2 separate regions of the Mustela erminea genome follow, and region 2 is linked to region 1. A link is a contact called in public Hi-C data. All regions are on one chromosome and are shown on one strand. Each heading gives the region's core, a stretch centred on a gene start, on an enhancer-like site or on the middle of the called end of the contact. The rest is flanking DNA. Distances are from core to core; before and after follow the strand shown. Region 1 holds the start of DHRS7B (dehydrogenase/reductase SDR family member 7B). Region 2 holds the start of FLCN (folliculin).

Region 1 (5,768 bases), core at 424-2,923:
TTCCCCTGTCACTTTTTCATTGAAAGTCATGGTGTCTATTTGTATAATATCTTGGCTGGGAAGTTAGAGTTCTTGTACTTGCATTTGACAGAAGATCCAATTCAAATTGCTTATAAAAACATTGGAATTTATTCTTGCTTACAGAATGACTCCAAGTAGGACTGAAGCTTATGTTGGCTAAAGTGATGATAGGCTTAGAAAATTAACCCTAGGAAACTGGCTCAGTCTTGCAGTAAGGACTCAGGATCATATTGGGTTTGCTAGTGGGATAGTGCCACTTTGGGAACTAGCAAGCAGGAGTCTAGAGTTTCAGGATGCCTGGGTGGCTCAGTTGGTTACATGTCTGTCTTCAGCTTGGGTCATGATGTCAGGGTCCTGGGATTGAGTCCCGCATCAGGCTTCTGGCTCAGTGGGGAGTCAGCTTGTCCCATTCTCTCTGCCCCGCTGCTGCTCTCTCTCAAAATAAATGAAATCTTTAAAAAAAAAAAAAAAAAAAGTCTGTAGTTTCCAGAACAGTGGAAGGAGGGTATACAAACTCCTGTGAAAATGTCTAAGGAAAACATGTTAAACATATTATTTGAAAAGATAACTAACATTTAGTTAGAAATACAATTTCCTGTTTCTAGATTTTGTGAGTACTTGTGAGGATTTCCATGAACTATTAAATGACTAAAGTGAATAAAAGCTACGTACAGAGCAGTGTTACAGTTTCCTGTTGGTAAAACAAGGGACAATGGGGAGAAAGCTGAATGTACACAGAATTGCTGGATTATGCATAAGATGGCTCTGGAAAGACAAGCATAGCTAGTAGCATTGTTATCTACCGGGAAGAGAACTGGGTACCTGGAGAACAGAAAGGGAGATTTTTCAACTTACTCCCTTTTGGCATCTCTTGAATTTTGAACTAAGAGAATTCTCCTCAGTTACTCTTTCAATATCTTCTTGCCGTGGTTCCCCTTCAACCACTTCAGATCTTTTTAAAAAATTTACTTGCAAGAGATCTTATATATCCTGAATAAAAATCATTTCCAGATGTATGTATTGCATATATCTATTCGGCTCTATTCCTTGCCTGGTACTCTCTTCTGTCTTTCCATGTCTTAAATTTAAGGACGCCCAATTTATCAACATTTGTCTTTAGGGCTGCTACTTTCCGTGTCCTGGTCACAATACTGTGGTGTTATTTTCTAGAGCTGTACGTTTCACATTTAGTTCTACTTTTGAATTGATTTTTTGTATGAGGTAGGAGTCGAGGCTCATTACCCACCCCCACCCCATATCGGCATTCAATTGATTTAGCTCTATTTACTGAAAATAACTTTCCTATTGCTTTATGGTGGCTCCTTTGTGGGGGAAAACATGACTACATGCCTGTGGGTTGTTTCTAGCCTCTTCTTTTCCACTGATCTTATATATTCCTGTCGATTTATAGTAAGTCCAAACATTCTCCAGTGTACCGACCACTCCCCCTCACCCCAACAAGCCACCTAGAGAGTGCACGAAACCCAAACGGGCCTCCTTCTGAATTTCCCTCCTAAAGATGGAAGAAAGGCACTTAGGTAGGAGTTCGCCTTTCAGACGTCGGGGTGCAGCGCCTCCTTCCGGCACCTCGAGGAACGCACGCCCGACACGCACGCGCAGTCTAAAGGCCGGGATTGGAGGGAGCCTCGCGGGCGGGGCGAGCGAAGTCTCGCGTCACTTCCGAGGCGGGAGGATAAAGTTGATTGACCATGGTCGCGGAGGCCACCAGGTAGGGGTTGGGGAGGAAGCGACCTCGGTGGCGAGGGGCGGAGGGACCGTCCCGGAACTGAGGCGCGCGGGTGTATCCCGACTCGAGTGCCTTCCCGGCCCCGGCAAAGGGAGGCAAGAGGGTGTCGAGGCCGAGCAGAGACCGCGGACCCCGAGCCGGCCTCTGCCGACCGCCGCTCCCCGCAGCTCTGAGGAAAGACTCCACTCTCGCGCTTACACTCGAGCCTTGCCTCTGGCGCTTTCTCTTGGGGCGGCCGACGCGTTCGCTGAGGTCCCGGTGATGGTGTGTGCGGCGGGGAGGGCCTGAAATGAGACGGCGGACCCGCACAGGCTAGGGCCTGTCCCTTTCCCCGATTCCGCACCCATCGACGTGAAGCCCCGCGGGGGCGGGCGTGACCCACGCTCGAGCGCTAGAGGCTGGTGGCGCGGGAGCCTGGCGTTAGAGACCTAGGATTAGCAAAGGAGATCCCGTTTGTCACACGGCAGCGGAGAGGGTTGACTGTGGAGCCCCCGCGGGAAGGGCTTGTTTCAGATCTCTTACTCCCCTAGTCCTTGCTCCGCCGCTTTCTGCCTGTGCGGCTTTGGGCAAATGTCTTAAATTCTTGGCGCCTGGGTACTCGGCAGTAATTTGGGGAATAAGGCGCCCATATTCGTGAGGTGGTTGTGAAACGTCAATGAGATTGCCAGTAGAATGCACCCCGCCTAGTGTTTTGCCACACAGTAGTTAGGAAATAAGTGGTACCCATAGAACTCTCTTTTAATTTCCCTTGGTATAGTGATCTGCGAGTTAGGAAGTTACTTCTGGGCGCCATAGACACCTATGTTTAGTGAGCTAATACTTGATTCTTGTAGTGGAATTGCCAGGAAGTGCTTTTCGCGTCTTCCTACCGGTATGGAGGTGGGGCTTTCTAGGGGAGAGGCAGGTGGAACAAGGGATCCTTAGCGTGGTGATCCAGAGATACAAGTAGTAAAAATGATCTAATTCTTCAGAAGGGTAGGGAGGGGAACTAACTTATGACTCTTGTCTCTTGTAGAAACTTTTCTTACTCTTCACCACCAAAGAGTAAAGTGAGTGGTATTACATACTTTCAGCGGAGTTACAAAAGCTGAGATTACACACAACAAATATGTGGGGGAGGCGGGCTTTTAGAACACACAGAAGTCTCTCAACTTTTTCCTAAGGTAATGATGCTTTTTATTTCTCCTGAGGCTTAGGATGGGAAGGAGCCGAGATGGGAGGAAGAAGTAGGGTCATGACTGGGCCTTGGTCAGGAGTGACCAGTAAGGCTGAGTGCTTCTTCTCGCTGGGATTTTCTAGGCTGACCTTCTGTTATCCCCAAAGACAGTGTGGTGAAGATTCCAGATTAACAGCTGATGGTGGTTTATGTAGTCCCAATAGGGCTCGCTTTAAAAGGAGGCATAAAGATGTGTATGCATAAATTATGTTTTGCTGAATTGATCTTTTTCAGGAGACAGAGAAGACCACCTAATTTGTTCTATTATTTTTCTTTACGACATTTGAAGCTTCTTTAGGATCATTCCTTTTATCCCTGCATGGAGGGTTTCTTTTATTGTAGAAAACACAGACTTTGGAGAAGACAAAACAAAACATAAATTTATATCATTGGAAAGGATCTTTGTTGTAAATTTTTTCCTGGATTGTAGATTGATTAGGGATCTGGTACAAACACTAAAATAGTAGTTACCATGTTTTAATTTTATGGCATATACTGAGCCATTTGCCCAAGACGGAAGTACTATCTTATCCTAATTATTTTTTAAGGATTTACTTATTTGTTTCAGACACCCCTGGGGAGGGGTGGAACAGAGGGAAAGTGAGAAGGAGAATATTCAGCAGACTCCTGCCTGAGTGTGACACAGGGCTCTCTATTCCTCAACCCTGAGATCATGATCTGAGCCAAAATCAAGAGTCAGATGCTTAACTGACTGAGCCACCCATGTGCCCGGAGAAGTACTTTTTTAGTTCCATTTTTTACAGATGAAGAAATTGAGGCTCAGAGAGGTTGAATGATGTGTCTAAATTTGGAGAATCTAAGAGAGAACAGAAACAATTTTAAAGGGGATTATCTTGGGGAATGTAGAATATACCAGAAGGGAGAGAAAGGTTATCCTTAGATGCTGGAGAACTCTGAAATGAAGGGAAATTTTCTCATTAAGTCTTGGAGTCTCCTGCTGGGAGGGAAGGGCACTTAAAGGCAAAAGCCTGTTGTTTTATCTGCATATCCTGGGCCAAGGTCAGCACAGCTGGACTGAGGTTCTCTAGGTTTTGAAGTGCAGGTTTGGAACCCTGCTGCCCTGCCCTAATGGGTTGATGATGTACTTTGCTTTTTAAGAACCCGACACTGTATACAAGAGTGTGCAAGCCACATAAATGCATGATCAGTTCACATCCAGAAAGAGTCTTGGCTTTATAAACATCTTTTTGAAGGTTGTTTTAATTTTTATTTAAATTTTTTTTATTTTTTAATATTTTAATTCCAGTGTAGTTAACACAGTGTTATATTAGCTTCATGTGTACAATATAGTGATTTAGAAATTCCGTATATTACTCAGTGCTCATCAAGATTAAGTGTTCTTGGGGTATCTGGGTGGCTCAGTGGGTTAAAGCCTCTGCCTTAGCTCAAGTCATGATCCCAGGGTCCTGGGATTGATCCCCGAATTGGGCTCTCTGCTTAGCAGGGAGCCTGCTTCCCTTCCTCTCTCAACCTGCCTCTCTGCCTACTTGTGATCTCTGTCTGTCAAATAAATAAATAAAATCTTTAAAATAAAAAAAAGATGAAGTGTTCTCTTCCTAGATGTCCATCAACAGATGAGTGGATAAAGATGATGTGGTATGTATGTATGTGTGTGTGTGTGTATATATATATATACACACACAATGGAATACTATGGAATACCATATATATTTAGTATTATATATGTACATATATGTATTTTTATATATGTATACGCACAATGGAATACTGTGCAGCCATCAAAAGAAATGAAATCTTGCCATTTGCAATGATGTGGATGGAACTAGAGGGTATTATGCTGAGTGAAGTAAGTCAATCAGAGAAGTACAATTATCATATGATCTCCTTGATAATGAGGAATTTGAGAGGCAAAGTTGGGGGTTTGGGAGTAGGGAAGGGAAAAAATGAAACAAGATGGCATTGGGAGGGAGACAAACTATAAAAGACTCTTAATCTCACAAAACAAACAGGGTTGCCGGGGGGAGTGGGGTAGGGAGAGGGTGGTTGGGTTATGGACATTGGGGAGGGCATGTGCTATGGTGAGTACTGGGAAGTGTGTAAGCCTGATGATTCACAGACCCCTGGGGCTAATAATACATTATATGTTAATTAAAAAAAAAAGATTAAGTGTTTTCTTAATCCCCTTCACCTATTTCACCCATCCCCCCACCCACCTCCCTCTGGTAACCATCAGTTTGTTCTCTATAGTTACGACTGTTTTTTGGTTTGTCTTTTTTTTTCCTTTGTTCATTTGTTTTGTTTCTTAAATTAGGCATGAGTGAACACATGGTATTTGTCTTTCTCTGACTTAATTTGTTTGGCGTTATATTCTTTAGCTCCATCCATGTTGTTGCAAATGGCAAGATTTCATTCTTATTTATGGCTGAATTACAAGTATGTACATAGATGTATATATACACACATATACACAATATATATAATAAGCATACTATACAATATACATTTACTTATCATACAATATATGTATGCAATATACACATTATACAATAAACATGTATCATATATATATATACACAGGGAATATATCATATGTGTAGGTATATACACACACACAGTGCATTGTATATATATACCACATCTTTATCCATTCATCTTTTGATGGACACTTGGGCTGCTTCCATAATTTGGCTATTGTAAATAATGCTGCAGTAAACATTGGGGTACATATATCCTTTTGAATTCATGTTTTCTCTTTTTTTTAAGATTTTATTTATTTATTTGATATAGAAGGAGAGTGAGAGA
Region 2 (5,038 bases), core at 25-2,524, 430 kb before region 1:
TAAAATTCAAGTATCTGAACTGTTGACGGCAAAAATAAAAAACAGAATTCCAAATCAGTATATCCTTGCGGGTTTTCTTTGTTTGGTTCAAAAATTATCTTGCGACTTACAAGCCAATATTAAGTCTGTGCTGTCCAATATCACGAGAAATTGGATTGGTAAGACTAAACATATAAAGACAACGACTAGCCGCCTAACTCCCACACTCCTTAATCTTTTATCACACCACTAAAGGAAGACAGAAAGCAAATTGCAATTTCATTGTTTCCTCTCTTCAGTGTAACGCGGAAATTCAAAGAAAGAAGTGACCGCGGTGATTAAAAAACAAAACAAAACAAAACATAACAACCGGCTACTTCTACTTCCTAAAGGTGGGGGCTTATTTCCCCAACACTCGACGACAACCACCTCTGGACACCGCCTGCGGGAGCCACAAGCACCAGGACTCCGCGGACAGGCGCCCAGAGCGGAGGTCGGCGGTCTTTGATCCGACCCGACACAAGGTGGCAGCACCGTCTCGCAACTCAAAGGAATTTCCTGCCGTCCGGAGTGCGATTCAAGTCCCTCTAGCTCTTCCCTCAGAGGGCCCACATCACATCATGCATGCACTGAGGGCTTCAAAATTAATCTTTAAGTGGACAGGCTGACTAACAGGCGCCCAGGTGTTAAAAAATATGTATTACTTAATAACTGACTCATAGTTTTAAAAACCTCGGACGGATTATTGTTCGGGTAGGCGTGTGCCACGCACATGCGCAGTCAGCCGGCCCCCCACAACCCGAGTTACCCACCTAGCTTCCCAACCGCGTTGCCCGGTAGCCTCACGTCACGTGACGGCCCCTCCCGGCCACCTGCCCGCACGTCCCACAGAAGACGGGTTTCATAGGCAATTTAATGAAAGCCAAAGGTGAAACCACAAGCTGTTGCCCCGCTCTCTATAAAGTCGAGACATTATGTTTCTTTTCCTAATCGATGTGGACCTCGTGTACTAGGCTGACTACATTTTCCCTCAAATCTCTTTTTGAAATGTTTTTTTAATTTTAAGTATTCCCCCCCCCCCGCGCCTTGAAATGGTTTCCTCCACTAGCCCGGCCGGTGCGGCTGGAACCATTCCGTACTTCTCGGTGGGTGGAGGCGCGGAAATCGGGCGGCGGAAGAGGCCGGTGTCGGGCAGCCGCTTCAGGTTCCCCGCCAGAGTTCGGAGTTGTCCGGCTCTCGTGGTCTTCTTAGGTGTGCGGGCTGGACAAGGCCTCCCCTCGCTTTGCGGTGCAGATCCGCGCCTGGCCAGCCCGTGGGCCCCCCCGTGGGGTGGGCGGATGGTACGTCCCGGCCGAGTCACGCGCCTCGGGCTCCGCGCCGAGGCGGTCCCGGGTGAGTGAGGCGGTCGGGACCTAAGCTGAGACTTCCCGGGCGGACGGGAGGTGTGGGAGGCTCGCGGGGCCAGGCTGGCGTCCCGGCGGGGCTGGGCGCCCGGGGAACGACAGGCTCGAGGAGGACACGCTTGGCGAGTCCTGTGAGGAAGACGCTGTCAGGTGCGCCGCGGCCGGAGCGCTGGAGCCGGGCTCTGAGCTCTCCCCGCAGGTGGGAATTCGGCTCTGCCGCGTCCGGGGGGTTGGGTAGTGCCCGTGTGGGAGCGAGTCCCCGGAGCGGCCACCTGGCTTGTCCAGGTCGTTCGAACCCGGGCTGTGAAGCGGCTTCGTGGAGGGTGAGGAGAGCCTGGCTTCCGGGAGGAGGGTTTTGGAAGGGACGGGTCGTGGCGGCGGGCGGGAGTCGCCGGGGCCGATGAAGGGGAATGGTTCGGGCCTAAGGGCCTTGGATTAAGCCTGACAGCCTTCGGGGTAGCTTTGGGGCACCACCGCTCTTCGAGCTGGTGTGCGGTGTTGGCGACCAGGGTGCTTTGGGACCAGAGTCGAAGGGGGTGGCTAAGAACCTGAGATGTAGGGTGGGGGGCAGATCCACGGACGGTAAAGGGATGAGGAACGTGACCTGGGTTCAGACCCCGTCAGCGTCGTTGATTCGTTCCCCTCCCCACCATTTTTTTTTTTTTTTGAAGATTTTTGTTTATTTGACAGATCACAAGTAGGCAGAGAGGCAGGCAGAGAGAGAGGAGGAAGCAGGCTCCCCGCTAAGCAGAGAGCCCGATGTGGGGCTCGATCCCAGGACTCTGGGGTCATGACCTGAGCCAAAGGCAGAGGCTTTAACCCACTGAGCCACCCAGGTGCCCCGATTCCTTCCCCTTTAATGTTACCAGGAGACTGAACCCTCCGCCTTCCCCCCAACCCAGGTTTTGCCTTGCCTCTGGTTTAGGGAAGAGGGTGTGTGTCAGGACTTCTTTTCTCCCAGGCTGGTGTTCTGAGGCTGGCACTCTGATGAAGTGATAGGCCCAGATCAGTGCTCTCCATCGCGAATAGGAGACCACATTTCTCCAGTTTGCGGATCTCTTTGGACACAACCTTATCACCTGGAGGAAAGTATTTACCCAAAGACTGGCGCATTGTGGGTTGAGGTTCCAGGTGATCAGCAGCAGCCACTGGAGGCAGAGAAGTAGGAGGAAGGAGTTTGCTGAAAAGAGGTGCTGCTTCTCCAGCCCCTGGACAGCTGGCACCACCCATGGTGACGAGCCAGAGTGGCAGTAGGGACTCCCTGGCACAGCAGGGAAAGTGCTCCCGGCATTGGATTGTCAACGTTGTTATGAAGAGATTGAGAAATAGTGGTACGTGACTGTGTTTGCCCTTCACGTGTCATCAGGGAACTTCGTGAACAGAAATCCAGGTGAAGCTGGTAGAAATATTGGAGCCACCGCGGTGTGAATGGGTTTGAGTTGGAAGTCATCCCCTGTGGAACGTTTTACCTTGGACTTGCTGGGATCCAGCTGCTGACCTAATGAGACTCTCCTGAAGAAGACTAGGTAATGAAGCAGCAGGGAATTCTGGGGCTCGTTGCTGGCTAAGAGCCGTTGTGATGCTGTGTTTATTGGCAAAGTACTCTTTGAACCTCCATGGTCCTATGAGAAGACCACACAGGAAGTGAGAATGAAATAGATGCAGGGCCAGGCCAGCACCATGGAAAGGGCCCCACCCCTTTGACGTATTTGGGTCTTGCTTTGAGTATAAAGTTGAAGGGGTGGGGGCAGATTACTGCTGCTGCTTTGGATTCTGGAAAGCTCGTTAGAAGGAAGGGAAGAGGGCGCCTGGGTGGCTAAGTGGATTAAGCCGCTGCCTTCGGCTCAGGTCAGGATCTCAGGATCCTAGGATCGAGTCCCACATCGGGCTCTCTGCTCAGCAGGTGGCCTGCTTCCCTTCCCCTCTCTCTGCCTGCCTCTCTGCCTGCTTATGATCCCTCTCTGTCAAATAAATAAATAAAATCTTTAAAAAAAAAAAAAAAGAAAGAAGGGAAGAACTGTTAGGCATACTCAAGCCAGTTTATTTTCTTCCATAAACATCTGGTACAAATTGGAAGTGGGCTGGGGAGAGGAACTGACCACCTGCTACTCAGAATTCTGTTGCACATGTTGTGGGGTTAACCTGATAGAGGTGCGGATTGGCCTCTGTTTCTCAGCTTAAGGGTAGTTATCGGGATAAGAAAGATGTTTGACATCATCTGGCACATAAAGGCTGGAGACAGACTTTTTTCTGTGTGGTTTTGGAGTTAAGTGATACCTCCCTGTCTTCCACTAGCTGTCTGAGGCTGTGGTACTCGTGATTGGAACTGCTTTTCTTTAAAAAAACAAAACAGAACAAAAAAACTATTAATGAAAGTCTGCTGTGTTAACCATGGATGCTGAGAGGTAGCTTAGCGACCTCACCTCTGGTCTGTCCATCCCATTCCAGGAGGAGGGAGACTCGTAGGCCTAAGGTCTGAAGGGTTAACTTGGCATGGTGTTGGTGCTGCCAGGGCAGTCCCTTGTAACCTGAAGTAGGAAGGATGAGGACCTAATGTTTGTAAATATTTTGTATTTTTAAAAGAAGTAAATATATTTATGTTTAAAGACATCCTTTATGAAATAACGCCATAGGGGTGCAGAAGTTCAGCTCAGAGTTCGGCTGCAATGCCAGTTTGCTGTCACTGAGCAGAAGGCAGGAAGACTGCTAAGCCATTCAGAGCCTCGGGAACCCCCAAACCGGGTCTGATTTTAAGTTGGCAGTAAGCTGCTTGATGGTGGCTCTTCAAATAAGCTGCTAAGTCCGTTGCTCTTAGAATCTGCTCTTTTTTTTCCCTCTTACCTAGAAAATGTCAGGCCTTAGAGCTGCAGTGTGGCCGCTGCTGCCGTGCACGACTCATTTGGACATGGCCTTGTGTGCTCTTGTCTAGGCGGGATGGTACACACATAATTTTGCTGAGCATAGAGGCTCGTGTGGGTGCTCTGCGGTAAACGGGGTGCGCCCTTCGTCTCGTGCCACGTTCGCGCAGGTGTTTTGCTGGAGGGAACCTTATTTCCCTTTTATGCCTCTGAAGGGAAGACGTGGCCCCTCTCCAGGGTTAATGCCTCTGCCTTTGGGTCTCAAAGCTTCTTCCTCTGGGATTCTTGCTCCATTGTTGGTTGCCTCGCTCCTCTTCCACAGCACATGCTTAAACCGTCATTTTCCTTGATCTCACCAGAGTGAGCCTGGTGGAACCTCTGTTTAAATTTGGCTGTTTGATAAAATCTTAAAAAAAAAAAAAAAAGTGAATTTGGCTTGTTTGGGTCTCATGACACTAGGTGCTCAGAATCCGGTGTTCCCATGCTTGTGCTCTTGAAGCTGTTCTGCCCATAGGTATCTTTGAGGACCTCTCTGCTTTCTGTGGCAGCAACTGTCCTCTCTCTGTGGGCAGCTCCTAAACCCACTCATCTTCAGTACACACCCCCAGTGTGTGTCAGGAACTAGACCCCCACCCCCCTCTTAGGGAAGGTTCATGCAGGGAAACACGAACAATACAGTTTCTAGGAGAACTGAAATAAAGCGGAGGAGGGGAGAGAGTGATGCAGTGTAAGTGGGCAGCTGCTCCGGGGAGCTGGTTTGGGAGGCCTTCAACAGGGACGTGTGAGGAAGAAGTGAGT

What was found. A called contact is a pair of places that touch in the nucleus more often than the background predicts.
Region 2: a Hi-C map of spleen shows a contact between it and region 1, with 5 times the contacts expected there. The contact joins the promoter of FLCN here to the promoter of DHRS7B in region 1. A contact is called at or near these places in 2 of 3 Hi-C or Micro-C datasets (skeletal muscle and spleen).

Annotation. Positions count from the first base shown.
Region 1 is chr18:11,968,014-11,973,781 of mMusErm1.Pri, reverse strand. DHRS7B (dehydrogenase/reductase SDR family member 7B) reads left to right here and starts at 1,673. Exons shown (of 7, transcript XM_032320659.1): 1 at 1,673-1,750. The coding sequence starts at 1,731.
Region 2 is chr18:12,396,429-12,401,466 of mMusErm1.Pri, reverse strand. FLCN (folliculin) reads left to right here and starts at 1,274. Exons shown (of 12, transcript XM_032321101.1): 1 at 1,274-1,371.